Linked DNA regions of Sus scrofa: region 2 is linked to region 1. Evidence: chromatin contacts called from public HiChIP or PLAC-seq data. All regions are on one chromosome and are shown on one strand. The core of a region is the stretch at or near the end of the contact, and the rest is flanking DNA. Distances in the headings are between cores, read along the strand shown. Region 1 holds the start of P2RX1 (P2X purinoceptor 1). Region 2 overlaps ZZEF1 (zinc finger ZZ-type and EF-hand domain-containing protein 1).

Evidence for each region. HiChIP or PLAC-seq counts read pairs in DNA pulled down with a chosen protein or histone mark.
Region 2: a contact with region 1 is called in an H3K27ac HiChIP or PLAC-seq map of alveolar macrophages. The contact joins the enhancer-like site here to the promoter of P2RX1 in region 1. A contact is called at or near these places in 1 of 5 promoter capture datasets (liver), 13 of 47 Hi-C or Micro-C datasets (alveolar macrophages, blood, embryonic fibroblasts and 7 more) and 1 of 2 datasets of contacts at active chromatin or transcription factors (alveolar macrophages).

The regions. Positions count from the first base shown.
Region 1 is chr12:49,972,562-49,978,895 of Sscrofa11.1, reverse strand. P2RX1 (P2X purinoceptor 1) reads left to right here and starts at 4,107. Exons shown (of 11, transcript XM_021067691.1): 1 at 4,107-4,626. The coding sequence starts at 4,490.
Region 2 is chr12:50,036,802-50,042,412 of Sscrofa11.1, reverse strand. It overlaps ZZEF1 (zinc finger ZZ-type and EF-hand domain-containing protein 1), which reads left to right. Exons shown (of 56, transcript XM_021067699.1): 56 at 1-923. Among named protein-coding and RNA genes, the nearest start is that of ATP2A3, 26 kb to the right of the region's middle. Within about 2 kb of position 2,057, at least 32 of the 83 cell types and tissues checked have an H3K27ac peak or open chromatin away from gene starts, as enhancers often do. A contact at or near this core is called in alveolar macrophages, embryonic fibroblasts, epiblast stem cells and 4 more, where this site is marked.

The DNA of each region.
Region 1 (6,334 bases), core at 2,858-5,357:
CCTCTGCGGGCAGGATTTTGTGCTTCTATGCCCCCCGCCTTGCACCTCTTGCAGGAGGAGGAGGGACCCCCTTTGGGGTTGGGAGAAATGACGGGCAAAAACAGAAAATGAAGACTTGGGTTCACACACAGACTTGACCCCAAGTGTTCATAGCTGCTCTGTCCACTGTACCCCAAGTTGGAAGCAACCGTGGTGTCCGTCAGCGGGGAGGGGGGGGGATGAACAAACCGTGGCAGGCCCGTGCGGCGGAACACACCTCCGCAGTGGAAGGGACAGAGCAGCTGAACGCATGACACGTAAAACCCTGGTACTGAGTAAAAGAAGCCAGAACCAGAAAGAGCCCGTACTGAGTGATTCCACCTCCATGAAGTTCCAGAAAAGGCAAAACAAATCTGTACCCACAGAGCAGATCCATGACTGCCAGAGCTGGGGGTTGGGGAAGATTGACAGCAAAGGGCCCGGAGGGAACGTTCTAGGGTGATGGAGTCGGGGGGAGGGGGCCGTCGCATGCATCTGTCAAAACTCATCAAACTGTGTGCCTAAAATGGCTACATTTTATTGCATGAAAATTATACTTTAATGCAGTTTGATTTAGAAAAAAAGAGAAAAGAGGCAGGAGCCAGAGGAGGTGGTGGGCACACGGCGGCTGTGGGAGCAGCGGTTTTGGCGTCAGCAGGAGGCGGGCCTCGCGGTGTGGGTGCAGTGTTTGCGGCACAGGGGCCCAGGCCAGCCCCACAATGTTCCCCCTTTCCAGGGGCAGGAAGAGGCTGAGGACCAAGGGGAAACAGCCCAAAGGGTGGAGGAGAGCTGGGAGGTGTGGCACCTCAGCCACTGGGTCAGAAGGACTCCAGCCAGGTCACGGCCCATAGCAGGGTCGGGAAGGAAGGGGGCATGAAGGGGCTGGAGAAGCTGTGCCAGGTCAGGGCAGTGGGGGGAAGCCAGCCTGGGACACCCCCCCCAGACAGTCCCCTGAGGCCAGCCCAGGACCCCGTTGTAGCAGCATCCAAGAGGCTGTGCGGCATTAGGAGCGGCCCTGGGACCCTGAGGCTGGCCCAGACGGTGTGGGGGAGGTGGGACCGAACTCTGCTGGCAGAGGTGTGGCCCTTGCAACCTCAGGACCCCAAGTGGCCACGGAGACCCAGTGGAGCCTGTGCTGACCCCCTCAAGGGCCTGGGCTGGCCTCCAGGACAGGCACAGGCCCCCTCCACACTCACAGAGCCGCTAAATTTAGCCAGGCAGGGGAGGCCGCCCTGGGGCCGAGCGCTTGGCAGCACTGCCTTGTCTCCCTACAAGGCCCGGCCCAGTGCCCGAGCTGGCCATCCAGCCTTTGGGCTTATAAGGCAGCTCTGGAGTCTTGGGGTGGGCTCTGGGCCAAGATCTCAGACTTTGGGGAGCCTCCTTCCCGGCCACCAGCAGACCTGGGAGCCCCTTGCTGTGTGACCTTGGGCAGCGGCACTCAAGTCCCAGAGCCTCAGTGACCTTATCTGTAAAATGGGAATTCTCAAGCAGACATCACAGGGCCACTAGAAAGAAAAACCTGCAGAACCACGTCTCCCTTGCTCCTCAAAATGCCTCAGACAAACGCAGATACCTGTGCCGTCCCTGACGTTGGGGCCGAGGGCGGGAAAGCACAGCATTTTAGTTCCAGGGAAGGGGACATGACCCTCTCAGCCACCTATCTGACTCTCGAAGAGTCTTTGTTGAGAAAAGGAATTGGGGAAGGAAATGTAATTGCTTTTCTTTCTTTTCCTTTGGGCACATTTTGGTTATGATAACATCCCCGAATGAGACCGGCATTTTCTGAGTGTCAAGGTCAGAACCGAGGCTCTAAGAGGAGCACTTGCATGTGCGCCAAGCAAGTCTGTCCATTGATCCATCGGTTCGTCAGCAAGCCTGGCTCCTCGGAGGAGTTAGAGGAGGAAGCGGGCGAGGAGGGCGGAGGGAAAGAGAACGAGGAGGTGGAGAACATGGTGACAGCGCTGAAAGGGACAGACATCGATTAGAAAATGATGGCGTTCCCGTCGTGGCGCAGTAGTTAACAAATCCGACTAGGAACCATGAGGTTGTGGGTTTGATCCCTGGCCTCGCTCAGTGGGTTAAGGATCCGGCATTGCCATGAGCTATGGTGTAGGTTGCAGACATGGCTTGGATCCCGCATGGCTGTGGCTGTGGCTGTGGTGTAGGCCGGCGGCAACAGCTCCAATTAGACCCCTAGCCTGGGAACCTCCATATGCCACAGGAGTGGTCCCTAGAAAAGGCAAAAAGACAAAAAAAGAAAAGAAAAAGAAAAAAGAAAATGACTGTCTAGGAGTTCCTGCTGTGGTGCCATGGAAACGATCCAGATAGTATCCATGAGGTTGCGGGTTCGATCCCTGGCCTCGCTCAGTGGGTTAAGGATCCGGCGTGGCTGTGAGCTGTGGCATAGGTCGCAGACCTGACTCAGATCCCGTGTTGCTGTGACTGTGGTGTAGGCCAGTGGCTACAGCTCTGATTCGACTCCTAGCCTGGGAACCTCCATATGTCGCAGGTACGGCCCTAAAAAGCAAACAAACAAAAGAAAATGATGGCCTGACTTCCTTCCCTCCTCCCTCCCTCCCCCACCTCCTTCCTCACCTCCCTCCCTCCTTTCCCCCTCACTTAGTCCCTGCTACCCCCCTGAGGAGGGTAGCCGAGTGGGACACAGAGATGGTGTCAGCCTCCACCCCACCCCCATGCCCCCACTGCAAGCGGTTCATGTCCAGGGTCTGCTCTGCCAAGGGCCACGAGGTCAGCGACAAAGGGGACACCTTTTTGTCTGGGGTCAAGACCAGGCCAAGGGGATGTGGTCACTGTGGCTCTGGCTCCCAGCATCTCTGGATTTTCCTTAGAAAATCCCAGGATGTGTACTTACCAGCCCCTCTTAAAGGAAGTATCGTCGGACTGACAGCTGAGCCTGAGGTTGCTGGGAACTCCGTGCTGGGTGAGGCTGACCTGTGCGACGGGGGGACTGGCCTGGGGTGCTGGCAGGGGCCCTAGGCCTGCCATCCGTGGAAGCCCCTCACTGTCCAGAAAGCAGCTCTATTCAGACCTGAGGCTGGGATTCCCAGCCCGGGGCCTGGCTCCCCGCCCAAAGCCATTTCCCAGCTAAAGGGCTGCCAGAAAGAAGACTCCCGTCGGGGCGGAGCGGGGCGGGGGTGGGGGGAGCCCCGAGGACACCCAGCCTGGGTTGAGGGAGGGCCAAGGAGATCTTCCTGCTTCAAGCTGAGGCCTCCTCTACCAAACGGCGTGAGCTTGGGCAATTCACTTCTCTCTGAGCTCCAGTTTCTTCATCTGTGAAATGAGGAGGAGGCTGGGGGAGGCCTCCAGCCCCAGCCCAGGCCCCCGAGTCCCTGCGCTGAGGGCCGGGGCTGCAGAGGAGCTGCACCCTGAGCGTGAGAGTGGCCTCGGCTGCTCTGTCCTCAGTGTCGTCCGGACCTGTCCCCTGGGATTGCTACCCGTGAGGAAAGTCCCTTGTGGTCCCCGTTTCCCAGATAAGGAAGCAGGCTCAGAGCGGGGCACGTGCCCAGGCTCCCCCAGCAGCAGCAGAGCCAGAGCTGCTCACCCAGGCCGGGCTTTCCTGGCTGGTCTCCAGATCCTGATGGCCACATGTGGAACAGATGTGGCCCTGGCCTCGTCTGCGTACCTGGCCCTGTGTGCCGGTTCTGGGGTTAAGGAGGTGTGGCTGCCCTGGAAGTAGGGGGTGGAAAAGCCAGCCCGACCCCGCAGCCGATGGGGCAGAGGCCAGGCTCAGCCCCAGAGGAACGGGTGGATGGCACAGTCTCTGAGGTCAGGGTGGGGGTCCTGCGGCGGGTTCAGGAGGCCTCAGGCCCCTGGACTGGAAGCAGCCCTCCTTTCTCTTTGCCTCCAGGCGTCAGACCCCCAGGGACTGAGGTGTCCACTTGGGGGTGGGGGAAGGATGTTTGAATCTTGGATGGGTCCCTGTGTGGGGGAGGGCTCCAGCCTGAGGCCACTCCACCCAGGCCCTGGCCTGAGCCCCCAGCTCTGTCCTACCAGGTTCGTGGGGGGCTGATGGCTTTATCTTTGCCTCATGACGGGTGGCCCATGGTTTCCTGCCAACAGCTCCTGTTTCCGGAGGCCCAGCAGGGCCCAGGCGGAGCCAGGAGGGGCAGTGGGGCCGGGCCTGGGTGGCCCCCCCGGTCCCGCCCCCATCTATCTTTGGGAATTTATTTGTCCACAGGCGCAGGCTGGCCCACAGTCTATTGCCTGCCGGGGGCCCAGAGCTGCTCCGACCACCCGGGGGCTCTCCCGCCCAACACAAGCCAATTGACCTCTGACTCCTGACCTCTGGCCCCACCTGCCCGGCCCTGCCCTTCTTAAGGGGCTGGGAAACCCCTAGACGTTGCGCTGTAGACGCAGGTGTTGTGCCCCAGCCCCCCGCCCTCCCCACCCCACCCCGGGAGCCGAGGCCGTGCCGGGGGCTCGGTCACCAGCCTGCAGCCTGGCGGCCACCATGGCACGGCGGCTCCAGGACGAGCTGGCCGCCTTCTTCTTCGAGTACGACACCCCCCGGATGGTGCTCGTGCGCAACAAGAAGGTGGGCGTCGTCTTCCGCCTGATCCAGCTCGTGGTTCTGGTCTACGTGGTTGGGTGAGTCTGGACCCCTTCCCTCTGCCCAGCATCCCCCACCCCCGCCCCTGGCCTGTGCTCCAGGCTCTGGGGCGCCTCCCATGACCCCAAGGAGCCCTGCTTTCTCCCCATCGGCGGTCAGCCGCCTGACAAACCACTCTGGTGTCCCTCAGAAGGAAGGGGAGCCCACTGACCCACTGCCCACTGGGGGCCGGCGTCGAGGGCCAGCCCCCGCCCTGGGGCGCACGGTGAACAAGAGGCAAAGCCTCTGGGTTCCAAGGAGCTGGCCGGCTGCTCACAACGGTTCCCGCAGGTGGCAGGACACTTGGAAGCCAGGCCCCCGCCCTTCTGCCTCTGACTTCCCCCGCCTCCCCGCCACTAAGAGGGGGAGGCTGCCCCCCGGTTTTCAGGCCAGAGCTGGAGAGACCCTGCTCCCACCGGCCCTGCCTGAGTCAGAGGCAGCCCGGGCTGCTCGAGACCCTGAGCAGAGAAACTTTCAAATTTGGCCCAGCTGCTGCCCTAATGGTGGCTTCCAGGCAGGGTTTGCAGGCTGGTTCTGGTCCCAGGGAAGACAGCTCCTTTCTGGACATCGAGGGGCCTGTCCCCCATCCCGGGGTGCAGGAATAGGAGTATGTGGGACTCCCCAGCGGGCTGGCCAGCTCAGCAGGTGCTTGTGTGAGCACACATGTGTGTGATGTGTAGCTGTGTGCGTGTCGTGCCCAGAGCTCTGTATGGGGGCCGGCTGCCCATCGGGTGTGGCGGCTGGGTGTGCCCTGGGGCTGAGGCTCCTAGAGGCCCAGGAGCCACGGAAGGGGGTTCGGCCCCTACTGGGGGGTCTGGGGCATCCAGCAGCCCTGGCCCTCTGGTCTTCATGTCCCCATTTTTGCTGTGAGGCCAAACCAGGGCGGGCTGACCAGGAGGCCGGACTGTGACCACGTAGGTCCCCAAGGCCTCTAGGTTCCAAAACAGCCTTCCTCTGCCTTAGTTGGCCCCCGAGGCCTCCGAGCTGGTCAGGTAGAGCCAGGGCCAGACCCCGGCTCACCTTTCAGCCCCTGTGTTCTTCCTATTCACAAACCAGCCTGACATCGGCAATGTCACTGAGCCTGTGAGGGGAACTGAGGCCCAGTTAGAACAGGGGCCTCTGCCTTCTCCTTTCCTACATCTCAAGGGTTCTTAGAATTTTCTGATGACAGCACTGGAGCTCCCATTGTGGCTCAGCGGGTTAAGAACCCGACTAGTAGGAGTTCCCGTCGTGGCGCAGTGGTTAACGAATCCGACTAGGAACCATGAGGTTGCGGGTTCGGTCCCTGCCCTTGCTCAGTGGGTTAACGATCCGGCGTTGCCGTGAGCTGTGGTGTAGGTTGCAGATGCGGCTCGGATCCCGCGTTGCTGTGGCTCTGGCGTAGGCCGGTGGCTACAGCTCCGATTCAACCCCTAGCCTGGGAACCTCCATATGCCGCGGGAGCGGCCCAAGAAATAGCAACAACAACAACAAAAAGACAAAAAAAAAAAAAAAAAAAAAAAAGAACCCGACTAGTAGCCATGAGGATGCAGGTTCGATCCCTGGCCTTGCTCAGTGGGTTAAGGATCCGGCATTGCCGTGAGCTGTGATGCAGGTCGCAGGCGCGGCTTGGCTCCCGCGTAGGCCGGCGGCTGTAGCTCCCATTGGACCCCTCGCCTGGGAACTTCCATATGCTCTGGGTGCCGCCCTGAAAAGAAAAACAAAAAC
Region 2 (5,611 bases), core at 808-3,307, 66 kb before region 1:
TCATCTTCGGTTCTGCCCGCATCCCAGAGAAGGCCCCGCGCTCTGTGCCGCCAGGCGGGTCTCCCGTCGAGGAGGGAAGTCCCGGAGAAGAGCCGCGCTTGGGAGGAGAGGAGAGGTGTGCGCCGCGGCCGCAGGCTCGAGCTGGGCTGCCGGCAGGTACATGCGCGGAGCTGGGGCTCTGGCGGCTCCCCCTCGCCTCTCATACCTCAGACGGACAGCAGAGCAGGGACCCAGGGGCAGGACAGGGGTCACACCCCTCGTGGCAGCGGCCACCAGCGTTGCTCCCCATTCTTCCACCAGAGGATAAACTACGTAACCGCGGGATTCCTCGTGGCTTCTGCCTGTACACCGCCCTTGCTCTTCTGGTCTCTCTGGATTCAGTTTGCATAGAACAAGCCTCGGTTTTCCCTTCGTGCACAACTGCTGCTCTCGCCCGGCAGGGCCCCACCCAGCCCGGCACCCCGGCACCCCTGCACCCTGCCTGCCTCTGCTTCCAGCCACTGGGTGGCGCTGCCGAACCAGGCCCCGCTCCCCTGGTCCTCAGCCGGGGGCCAGCAGCTTCTGCAAGTGAATTCCGTCAAGACCATCATCCCTCTGATCCTTCTCAGGAGGTGGGACTGCCTGGAATGAGATGAAACTGGCAGGAATGAAGGTGTGGAAACATGTGCCTAATCTCTAAAGAAATCTGTTCCAAACCATGTATATTGTACAGACAGACGCTGTTCCTCATGAGGAGTGACTTATTTTCATCATCGTTTTTAATTTGTTTTCTTACGGGTTTTCGATTTTGAATTTTTCTTATTTGGTTGAAAGAAAGAATTTTGATTATATCAGCTGAGTGAGTTCAGCTTGTAAAAAGGATGTTAAGCTGTGGGTAAAATATGCAGATGAAGAGAAATATATTGTACAAATTCTATATAAAAGTACACGTGTGTGTGGGCTCTTTCCCCCTCCTCCTCGTTCCCCTCTTTCTGTGTCTCTTGTGAAGAAGATACTTGGAGTTTCTCCCAAACCCAAACTGATGGAATTTCTAGAATCCCAAGGCCTGGGGGTAGAAAGGAATCCGAGGTTCTTAAGCTCCGATACCCCTCCCCACTGACTACAGTCCTGCGGGGACCCACCTCCCCTCGGGCTCGCGATCTGGGGGCTTAGGCTCATCGCCCGCTACCTCTGCACGGCTGCTCAGCACGCACAGGCGGTGCTCCTCTCCAGCCCCACCCCGAACACCCTTCATCCCTCACAGGACACCCCAAGGAGGTGGGGACAGGTCTCCGCCTTACGCGGCTCTGCACCTGCTTCCGACTAAACACGGGGCTAATGTCCACGTGTCCTGTGGTCTTGTGCTTCTTCCTCCCTCACGTCTCCGGCTTTTTGCTTAATTGCTCTTTTCCCTCCTCAGCCACATTCCTGGTGCTAAAGGCTGTTTCTTTTGAATTAGAGAAGAGAGCCTGGTGGGAGCCGGACTTAACTAAGCTTCGAAACCCATCTGTTCCAGCCTGAAAGCGTCTGACACATCCTCCTAAAGCCCCCAGACTGCCTTCCAAGGAATCGGGGCCCAGGACCCAGGACCCAGCCTCAGCCCTCACTGTCCCTGAGGCCAGCAAGGAAACTGAATCAGCCTGAGGCTCAGCAGAACTGGGCGCTCCCATGGCCTGTGCAGCCACCAAGTCTCCCTCTAGGGCCCTTTTTCGCCTTCTCACAGCGTGGCCCGAGCACTCTGGGCCTTTTCTCCGAAGAAAAGTCCGTCTGGAGAGCCTGGCCGTGTAGTGCTCTGTCTGTCTGAGTCCTGTGCTGCTGCTTTCACCGGCTGCCTTTGTTTGGCTGGAAGGTTTGCCTGCTGAGATTAACCCACCCATAAACAATAGAAGGTCACAGAGGTCAAATGCAGGTTGAACGCGAGCCTTTTGCAATGTAAGGGAAACAGTTCAACTAGCCGAGCCTCCTCAATTGTGAAAGAACTAGAAGCTGTGAGAGGTCAGCTTGGAATCCCACAGGAAGTGGTGGCAGAGCCAGGCCAGCTCACTCCTGCCGCCCAGCCCCAAAGCTGTCACCACGGCAGCCCCGCCCTCATTCACTCAACAAACACTCACTGGACAGATCAGCAGTGTGCTATAAACCACTCGGTGAAAAACCGAGGCTCCCAGATAGAGGGCCCATCTAAACATGGCCCTGTGGGCCCTGTATGGTGGCCCCTGTCACTCACTGCCCTTTCCCACCCACTCCCCTTCCCTGCTAACAGAATCCAATTTTTTTGCAGGTGGTGACAAGAGATACTTTATTTATTTAGGCTTTTTGCCTTTTCTAGGGCTGCTCCTGTGGCATATGGAGGTTCCCAGGCTAGGGGTCCAATTGGAGCTGTAGCTGCCGGACTACATCACAGCCACAGCAACATGGGATACGAGCCACGTCTGCAACCTACACCACAGCTCACAGCAACGACAGATCCTTAACCCACTGAGCAAGGGCAAGGATCAAACCCGAAACCTCATGGTTCCTAGTCGGATTCGTTAACCACTGCGCCACGATGGGAACTCCAACAAGAGACACTTTAATCTCAAGAAAGGTAGGACCTTCCACCAGCTCCTGAGGAAAGTCCTAATTGGTTTAAATCCCTGTTGGTAATCTCATTTCTATTGCTGAATGCTCACTTTCTCAGCCCCTCCCACAGTCACAGTGCATGTGTGACCCAGTTCTGGCTAAAGAATTCAGCGGAAGCTGCTGGGAGGCTTTGGGGAAGGGATTTTTGTCCCAACCCCCTCCTGTTCCCTGTTCATCGACTGTGATGAGAGCATGCAATGCTTGGCTCTCCTGCAGCAATCTCGCTGCCACGGGGGAGAAACAGGAGGTGAAGAAGGAAGAGCCTGACCCCTTGATTACACTAGGCACTGAACGACCCCTAGAATCACCAAGCTCCAGATATGCATGTGTGCATGAGAGGGAGAGAGAGAGAGAGAGGGAGTCTGTGTGTGAGAATGTTACTGTTTGGTCTCTTACAGATGAAAGCAATTCTGACCCAAATTTATGCAACAATTTAGCTCCAGTAGTTTGAAAAAAAGTAGTTCTGTCTCATCAACATGAAAGGTATATGGAAAGGCAGATATGTAAAAATTCCTGAAATAAATAGCTCTCTGATGGTATCCAGTCAAGCCACCAAAGGCGTTAAGCTGCAGCCATTACCAAGTTATTCTTCTCCTTTCTAGGGAGTCTTGCAGATGCAGCTTTGCTCATGCTCAGTGAGGTTCCAGACGAACTTTGGAGGCACTGCCCTGGATTTGTTGGGATTTCTTCAGCTGCAAGTTAAACCCACTCCAAACTAGCTTAATTTAAAAGAGAACTTACTGACTTACAAAACTGAAAAGCCCAAGAGTTGCATCTGGCTCCAGGCAAAGCTAGATTCCAGGTCAGTGTGTCTGTCTGTCCCCACCCCCCACCCACAACCATCCGCCTCTCTCCCCTGCTCTGCTTCCCTCTTGGGCTTTCACTAAGGTGAATGTCAAGAACCAGGTGATGGTTCTCTTCTTTCCAACCTGACTGTGGACCACCGCTGACTCCCCAGTGGTAAGAGCCTCTCTCTGTCTCTTCATGTGAGGCTCCCCTAAGTTGTTAACTGATGTTTTCTAAGCTTGATTTAACTTCATGTTTACAAAGCTACTTGGGAGACCCATGCGTTTGCAGGTTATCAGTCCAGAACTGCTGAGCAACACAACATCCATGACAACTGGGCAGGAGATGTGAAAGGAGACCTCCGCACATGCTGAGGGTCATGTCAACACATCTCCTCCACCACTCAGCTCCCTGCCCGGCAGGGTGCCCCTCATCCATTAGAGAGTATAGACATTCCCCCTACAGAAGTGGAGAGAAACATCCAAAACCAAGTGATTTAAAAACAAAAAGGTCACGGGCGTTCCTATAGTAGCTCAGCAGTAACAGACCCAAACCACAATTACTATTTTGCAGTTAACGACAGTGAAAAAAATATAAAAATTGTGTTTGGGGAGTGGTCAAAATTTTATTCAAGGAAAATCATAACCATAAGTGAATTTTTATTAACATAAGGTAAAATTAAGTGAACTAAGTGTTCATGTCAAGAAGTTAGAAATCAAAAAGCAAAATAATCCTAGGCAAGCTAATAGGAATGAATGGAGATTAAAAATAAAATAATAGGTGTTTCCACTGTGGCTCAGCAATAACGAACCTGACTAGTATCCAGGAAGATGTGGGTTCAAACCCTGGCCTCACTCAGTGGGTTAAGGATCCAGCATTGCCATAAGATGCGGTGTAGGTTGTAGACATGGCTTGGATCCTGCTGACAACTGCAGCTCGGATTATACCCTTAGCCTGGGACCTTCCATATGCCACAGGGTATGGCCCTAAAAAGATAGATAGATAGAGTAATTAATTAATTAATTAATAGGTATTCCTTTGTGGCACAGAAGGTTAAGATCCAGCATTTTCACTCCAGTGGCTTGGGTTGCTGCTGTGGCTTAGGTTCAGTCCCTGGCCTGGGAACTTCCGCATGCTGCAGGCATGGCCAAAATAAATAAAAGAAAATAAATAAAGTAGTAGAAAAAATAAAATAGATAAATGTGAATCCTAAACATGTCAGTCACAAAGCTGATGGGTTTAGCAGCCTTCCTATAAACAGCCATCCCATTCCTGTCTCTGCTGAAGGAGGGGCTGCTTCTTAAACAAGGGAAGCCTCTGATAAGAAATTAGATGTAAAATTCAAATAGGTTGACAGAGATCGAAAACAAGGTATCGTATAAACAGCATCCACAAAAAAGTTGGAAAGTTAATACCAAACAAAATGGACTTTAAAATAGAAAATGCTACTGGTGATAAAGAAGAATTTGATAATGATAAAAGTATCAATCCATCGGGAAGATTTAACAGTTATAAATGTATATGCACCTTATTACAGAAAAACCAAAGTATTAAAACTGACAAAAATTAAGGGCGAAATAGACAATTCAATGATAATAGTTGGAGACTTTAAGACTCCATTTTCAATAATGGAAAGAAAAACTAGTCAGGTCAGCAAGGAAATCGAAGACTTGAACATAAACTAACTTGACCTAACAGACATCTAGAGGATAGCCCACCCAACAACAGCAAAATATACATTTTCTGAAGTGCACATGGAACATTCTCCAGAACAGACCATATGCTAGGCCATAAAACAAACCTCATTAAATTAAAAATGATAGAATTAATACCAAGTGTGTTCTCCTCCTACAATAAAATGAAGTTAGAAGAAAAAGTTGTTATTCTGTAGAAAGAAATTTGGGAAACTCACAAATACGTGAAAATTAAACAACACAGTCCTAAATAACTAATGGATCAAAGAAGAAACCAAAAGGAAAATTAAAAAATGAAATGAATAAAAATGAAGATACAAACGCCAAAGAGCAGCTAGAGCCATGTTTAGAAGACGTTTTAAGCTATAAATACCTACCTTAAAAGAAGAATGAGGAGTTTCTGTTGTGGCTCAGCAGTAACGAAACCAACTGGTATCCATGAGGATGCAGGTTCTATCCCTGGCCTCACTCAGTGTGTTAAGGATCTGATGTTGCCATGAGTTGCAGTGTAGTTCACAGACACAGCTTGGATC